Linked DNA regions of Zea mays: region 1 is linked to region 2. A link is a contact called in public Hi-C data. All regions are on one chromosome and are shown on one strand. The core of a region is the stretch at or near the end of the contact, and the rest is flanking DNA. Distances in the headings are between cores, read along the strand shown.

Region 1 (3,825 bases), core at 898-3,397, 110 kb before region 2:
AGTTCTAGTTTAGCCCTAGTTTAGTATTCCAATCCCCAAATTCTCTGCCTCTCCTCGACTCTACGTCGATTAGAGGAGTCTAGGTCGGCCGGCCCGAGCCTAGACAACTCCTAGGATCTCTTCTCCCCGACGGGGTCCCTCCCGGGAGCGAGATCCAGGCACCGCCGGCGATCTTCCGCCGTCCCTGCGCACGCGCGGACCGTCCGGCCCTAGAGCGCGGACCGTCCGGCCGTCAGGCAGGGATCGCCAGCCCCTGCACCAGGTCGTGGACCGTCCGGCCCTGTGTCGCGGACCGTCCGCGTCTGACCAGGGAGCACCACCGCCTCGCGCCAGGCCGCGGACCGTCCGGCCCCTGCGCGCGGACCGTCCGCGCCTGACCAGAGAGCACCGCCGCTGGTTCTTTTGAGTGATTGGCGCCTCCAAAAAGGTGTCAACAATCATCATCAGCAGAATATGAGTCTCCCATCCTTCTAAGTTCTAAGGATCAGGTGACCGGTGGTTCAGTTCAGACAATATACAAGGAGGACTCAAGCAGACAAGCCACTTGTACATTTTTGTTATATATATATACTATATGTATCTTTTCTCTTCATATAGAGAGTTGGCCGATCGATCCATCAGGTAGAACAGATGCCCTACTCTCCGGCTGCCTGCTGGAGGTTGCAGCTCATAATGCAGCTGGATGGATGGATGGATCCATGGATCGATCGCCAGGTCCCCTTCAGGCTCGAGAGGCCATGCACCACAACGTGTCCCTGTCGGAGGGGGAGCCAAAGGCCCAGAACGAGCGAGATCGACGCCCCCATTGACCCAGCCTTGTTTAATGGATCAATGGGCAGGGAGCTTGATTCGCAGGGCATAATCACAGCAACATGGATCACTAAGTTATGAAATTGTAGATATAATAGGGTCAATATTCTTATTCAACCTTGTTTGATATCTTTGCCCTAATTTTGTAGATTGAGCCAGATTCACAAACACGGCTACTTGACGCCACTATGAATATGGAGGGTGTTTTACTTGCTGGAGTTCCGGGAGCTGGTGGCTTCGATGCAGTATTCTCAGTGACTTTGGGGGATGCAAGTAATGCTGTAGCAAATGCTTGGAGCTCTGCTGGCGTTCTGCCACTTCTCGTTCGAGAAGACTGCCGTGGTGTCTCATTGGAAGATGCTGACCCAAGAACAAGGGAGGTATCGGCAGCTGTATCGTCCATTCAGATTAATTGATTCTACTGTTAATATTCTATTTATGTATTGTGCCGAATGCTAGGAGGTACGTGGTTAAAATAAGTGCTGCACTTGCAGCAAGTTAGCACGTTGTTTACAATGACTGTTCATGAGTGTAGAAAATAAGGAATTCAATGGATTTCCATGGAATTAGTGCTTGTAGTTATAGCTATGGAATGTACGTGAGAAAATGTCAAGGTATCCAACAAACTCATACTGTAAACCTTGTATTTGTAACTTTTGCGGTTTGTATGATAATTCGGCATGTGTTAATGTTTGATATCTGACCTTATCCCATGATAGGTAGTGGTCGCGGCTATAAGTCTGTCCGTGGTCAGTGGTCAGTAGCCAACTGTTTCGACACAATATTGTGAAAACAATAGAAACCGTTTCGAATTAAAGCCAAACAAACAACTTGAGTTGGCTTTGGATTTTGGAAGTGGCCACCTACCAAGCATGGTGGAATGTTGCTTAATCTGCCTATGCTTTCCTCATGCCAGTACTCCCTCCGTTTCGTTTTAGATGTCGCCGCTATTTATAGAATGTGTGTTGGAAACGACTTATAAAAAGAAACGGAGGGAGTACTATTCACTGATCAATTGCTTTGATTTATTCCTAAGATAGCTAAGACATTCCTTCTCAATTTGGCATCCGACCAAGAGTTTTTTTCTCTAAATAAAATCTATTAAGTAAAAACCACTGTTTATCTTTCTACCCTCCAATAAGTTTCACTCTACATTATGAATATGATGCAGGCAAAATAAGCTGCACGAGATGAGGCGGAGGAGATGATGGTTGAAGTCACATTTCGAATTTCGAATGTGGGAGGAAAAGACCCTGGGCCATTGGAGAGTCAGGGCTCGTATTCGCCCGTTGTAGGGACCACCTCATTGGGGATGGTAGCTATGAGAGGCCCTCTCTCTCTCTTGTCCTGTTGGACGAGTTGACGTGCATCTAGGGAGGTGCCCTCGTATCACCACTTGGACTGGTCTCTCATGCATTTAGAGTTTTAGGGTTCAGGATTTAGGGAGATGCCCTCGAGACTTGTTGCAGGGATGTGCTCGTGTCATGTAGCGGCATAGACATGCGTTGACTTGTGCCAGGCTCACGTTGCACATGGAGCTCTCTGTCTGTCTGCTGCATCACAGCGTGCTCAGGAAGCGCGCAGACCTCTTCACGAGCTCTACATTCCTCGGACGTAGCCGGCTACGAGAGCCCCCGAAGTAGGGCTGCCGCGGTAGCAACGTTGTGGCTTACGCGTGATAAGAGTGGGGGCTTTGCGTGTCCTTTATGATCCGCTGATTGACGTCACAGGCGATGGTGCGTGCGTGCCCTCCGTCTCGGCAATGCTTGAGCTCACGCTCGAGTTTCACGCGCTATTGCTCAATTTGGCAGCGCGCGTCATCGAGCTCCCTTTGTCGCTCCTGCATCCGGTTCAGCTGCAGCTAGGATCCGTCCGTGGGAGTGACATTGCCATCTCGTGATTCGGTCATAAAGCATTCGCGTGAGGAGTGATGGATCCTTTCACTTGAGTTCGTGTTAGAGGATCCCAATTCTTCCATAAGAAGGTTGAGGATCGACTCCGACACATAGTTGGCCGCTGACACGAACTCGATGTTCGTGGGAGTTGGCATACCGTGCGGTAGCGCTGGGACGCTTCCCGTAAGGACCTTCGAGGAGAGCGGTGCTCAGTCGGAGAGTTGTGCTCACGCATTGGCGAGCGAGACTTGGATGAGGCACATGTCCTCCTAGGACAGTCGGGGTCCCATAAAAGCGTGAACTTGGCGCCACATGCACTCACTGTTCAGGTCCAGGAGCCACTTGCTCCCGGAAGCTTGGGTCTCCGAGGTGTGGAGCTGTAGTTACCCAAGCGCCTCAGTGATGGTGTCAAAGTTGGTGACATGGCTGCAAGAAAGTCTCCACCTACGCCAACATCCCCTCGATGGTGGTGATGAAGTCGAGGGTACCAAAGCACACTCTCGTGCTCGCGACCTAGCTAGTGACATGTCTTGCCATCTGCTACCCGGTAATGGAGAAAAATGGCATACGCGGAAAAAGACCCTACCCATTGGACGGGTCAGGTCAAGTTTCTTATGGGTTTTCCATATTGGGGTCAGATTTTAAGCAACAAAAAAAAATTGTGGGTAATGCGTGACCCGATTGTTGTAGCTCAAATCCACTTAATCCATGGGCGGGGTTGGCTCAACAGCACGATTGCCTATTCGGCTATTTATCAACGAGGAGCCTCTTGGGCTCAATCGGTGGAGGGAACTCATATGCTACATCTACATACCGATCTTTGCTACAAGCTAAGTTGACACTTTCAGCATCCTCGAGCTCTGGTCTGCTAGCTCATCTACTTAATTAGCTTTCCCCACTTACATAATTGTTACTGATCATGTTTAGTTTAAGGTCGGACCCTCCAGTTTTTATGTGACAAGATCATATTTTATCGTTAAACGTCAGTTCAGCATTATCTGCACTGCACACGGTGGGTATCTGAAACTGTACCAAAACAGTTCAGCATGTCTATGTTAGAGTCGGCATGCTTGTTCTTATCCTAGCTTGGATAGGGCTCGCTTTGGGCTTAATTTGGGTG
Region 2 (3,718 bases), core at 119-2,618:
ATGGGCAGCCATAGGGGTCCTCGCCTTGATCCATCAAAATTGGGTACCCTATATTTAAGGTACTGACAAATAGGATAGGGTATATTCTTGGTTACAACAAATGACTAATCACATCCAGATATCGTGTGGTTTTGATGTCGCAAACACCTTCATAATTATCTCTGAAGATAATAGGAGATGTGCTCCACAAATAGAAACGAGTTATATTAAGACTAATATGTTTAAACATATTTCTCCTAAATTTCTCTATCCTTACGAACTTTAGAATAAGGTGAGGTAAAAATCATGCAAGTCAAATTTTATGACAATTTAACTGATTTAAAATCCTTACTCGTAACCATATTAAAAAAATATGTTCAAAGTATAGAGATGAAATATTTGAGAGACCTACAAACTTCAGAGGGAGAAGACCCTGAATGTTATCCCTCGCTACTCGAGGCATGAGTTAATCATAATATTTACCTAACACAGAGTGCTAAGAAAATCTATAAAATATTATGTGGGCTAACACCGAACATATCCTTAAGTGACTCTATTTTTTATATAATAAAGATGTATGCTTTATAATAAATAATAAGATAACAAATTATTTATTATTGTCTCTTGCCTGTTTTGGTGTTTACGTTGTCAAAGTAAAGAAACAGAGAAATAATTTATCCGTTCTAAATTAGTATTCACTTTAGCATTTAGTTTTTATGTCTATATTTAAATATATGATACTAAATCTATATATATATATATAACATATATGTTAATTATTATATGAGTTCACTAAATATTCGAAACGAATTTTATTTTGAGACGGATGAAGATTTTTTCTTACGCTCTAATAAAAGATTTAAAGATCTCAATCTAGAATTTAGGACGACACCAAGTCCTGTCCGTCGAGGCTGCGACCCTGCTACAAGGAGTAGTTCTACCTCTGAACTGAAGTCAGTCATGAGCTGCCATCAGCCAAGTCGCAGGCGGTTAACTAACCACTGATTATAAAAGTTTATAAGTAAATCCCAACACAAGATATAGAGAGTGGACCACCGGAGTCGTAACAGAAAAATATCATCAGCCAGGATTGACCACACGGATCATCATTGGATCAACGCTGGCTGGCCCGGACTCCCAGTCGAACGAAACGAAAGGGACGATCGTCGCAGCCGCAAGGCCAGACAGACGCCGAGCCCAGCCAGCGCCAGCCGAAGACGACCGCCGCCCGGGAGCCAGCCCAATCAAACCCATCGCCCATCGGTCTCCTCTCTCCCTCTTTGTCCACCGCGTCGTCGTCTCGTCTCCCTCCCCGCCCCTCGTATATTAACAGCCCCGTCGTGACTACACTGACCACCGCCTCGAATCCATCGCTCCGCTACTCGAACCAGACTCATTGGTGCATACTCCCGCGTCCCGCCTGGCTCCGGGGTCCATTCGTCGACCCATCTCCGGCGAAAGCTTACCTCTACTACCACTGAAGCGAAGGCGTCACATCGGAAGAATTGTAGCTGTTTGTCCTCCTCTTCCCGACAGCGCAGAGCGGAGATCCGACCGGACCTGGGATCGATTCCTTCCTTTTCTCGGTAAGGAAGCCCTAGCTTTGCTTGGATGAGCCTTTGGTGTTCTCCTGCTGGATCTTACCAGTGCTGCCAATCAAACCAGAGTCTCTGTCGCTGGGATGGGGGTCTCTCCAGGCCGTCCAATTCGTTACGGATTCCCTTGCTGTGTGCCTGTGTCCTGTGTGCAGGGGAGCAATAGATAGTGGCCTGTTTGTTTCCCGATAATTCGAGAGGGGTTTAGCTGAACCCACGAGTTCCTCCACGTTAAGCCCGCCGCGCCTGGTTCGGCGATCGATCTGACTGATGGAAACTGCTTGGTTGGCAGATTCTGGGCGCTAACGGTTCCTGAGGGAAGCTCCTGGGGACATGGACATGGCATTGCCCGTTGTGAATGCCACAGCGGCGGTGCTCGCCCGTGTCTCGGCTGCGTTCAATGCCCCACTTGCCCGTGCAGTCGTCTTCGGGGTCCATATCGATGGTAAATCCCTCTTTCCTCATGGATTCATAAGACGGGTCGGCGGCTTAGTGTCTCACATTCAGTCGCGACGGGATTTTCCAGGGCACTTGGTCGTGGAAGGGCTTCTTATTGCAGTCATCGTGTTTCAGCTCTCCAGGAAGAGCTACAAACCACCAAAGAAACCACTTACTGAAAAGGTCAGGACGTCATGTGTTCTTATCGTTCGTAACTACTAGAACCAGACAATTCTTAATACTGTAAAGTATTGTTCTCGTCGCCTGTTCATGAAGCATGTCACTGAATGCCAGCATTTTGTCTCTGCAGGAGATTGATGAGCTATGTGATGAGTGGGAGCCAGAGCCGCTATGCCCTCCAGTCAAGGAGGGGGCTCGAATTGATACTCCAATGTTGGAAAGGTTTGCACTATAGCTTGGTTTTCAATGGAGTTGTACCAGATTGTTAGTTCAAATCAGTAGTTGACCCATTGGTGTTGGAAATTTAGCAGCCTAAGGAATTTTTGCTTAAAGTAAATTCACAATTAAATAGGGTATGCTGTGGTTGTTGTTGCATGAGTAACCCTACATTATCATTTCATATCTATGGATTAACTGGGCGATCTCACTCTTCAAGTTGTGGGAGCGTTAGTTCAGTTCTTATACTAGTTTCACTTAACTTAATAGTGCCATGTGTGGGACCTATTGTTTTGGAACGTTTACTTTCTAGATTATATGACATTTAAACCATTTACTTATGAATAAGCAGCAAGGGACACATTGAACCACAAAGAATTTCATTTTCCCTTGCTACCCAGATGTCTACATAGCTACATGCTTCTTGGATTGTACTCTCTCTTTTCTGATATCAGTATGCATCTAATGTAATAATGTATACTTCTGGATGTATATTGCTAATCTTATTTCTTAGGAGGGATTCATGACATCACAATATAAGCTTGTACCTTCATATAGTTGTCAATGTAATGTTGTTTCTTTGGATACATTGCACTAATAAAACAGAAGTTTCATTGATTTAATGTTGTTTCTTAGCTCTTAGGATGTATTGTGCTAATAAAACAGCAATTTCGTCAACGATATGCTCCCTAGTCTGTAGTTATAGGAATAGCTATTGAACATCCCTTGTGATAGCAGTGCTCTATCTGAAGATACTACTATACATGGGATATTCTTTTTGATGAATATCTCCTGAAATCCATTTGAGTTATCTATGTATAGCATTTAAGTTGCCAGAACTTTTCTTCAGGCATTTCTGGTTTTGTGTTACAAACATGCATGCAGTATGGGTTACAAATGTTTACCATGTGAAGTAGTTGTGATTGCATCATATATGAACTTCTGAGGATCAGCATTAACCCTTCTATTCTGCTTTTATATAGTGCTGCTGGACCACATACGATTGTTGATGGTAAAGAAGTTGTGAACTTTGCATCAGCAAACTACCTCGGTTTAATTGGCAATGAGAAGATTATTGTAAGAGACAAGTCTATTGCTTGACAATGTTTCAACATTTTTTTGGAATATCTAAACAAAATGAATGAATTTCAGGATTCTTGCATTGGTTCACTGGAGAAATATGGTGTTGGGTCTTGTGGTCCACGTGGCTTTTATGGAACAATTGGTTTGTACTATCATCCACAGTCAATGACCTTGGTTGCCAGTATAGAGGATGAACTTAACTTTCCAATGTATTCTTGCAGATGTCC

What was found. Hi-C and Micro-C count contacts between places; a contact is called where the count stands out from the background.
Region 1: a Hi-C map of endosperm shows a contact between it and region 2, with 2.6 times the contacts expected there. The contact joins the enhancer-like site here to the promoter of LOC103633646 in region 2. A contact is called at or near these places in 4 of 25 Hi-C or Micro-C datasets (ear, endosperm, leaf and 1 more).

The regions. Positions count from the first base shown.
Region 1 is chr1:34,866,648-34,870,472 of Zm-B73-REFERENCE-NAM-5.0, reverse strand. It overlaps LOC101060998 (phosphomevalonate kinase), which reads left to right. Exons shown (of 10, transcript NM_001368240.1): 10 at 960-1,510. The coding sequence ends at 1,226. Among protein-coding and RNA genes, the nearest start is that of LOC101060998, 10 kb to the left of the region's middle. Within about 2 kb of position 2,147, at least 15 of the 20 cell types and tissues checked have an H3K27ac peak or open chromatin away from gene starts, as enhancers often do. A contact at or near this core is called in ear, endosperm and tassel, where this site is marked.
Region 2 is chr1:34,759,225-34,762,942 of Zm-B73-REFERENCE-NAM-5.0, reverse strand. It overlaps LOC103633646 (long chain base biosynthesis protein 1a-like), which reads left to right and starts at 1,368. Exons shown (of 13, transcript NM_001346710.1): 1 at 1,368-1,565; 2 at 1,867-2,019; 3 at 2,101-2,195; 4 at 2,323-2,414; 5 at 3,392-3,485; 6 at 3,561-3,633; 7 at 3,713-3,718. The coding sequence starts at 1,908.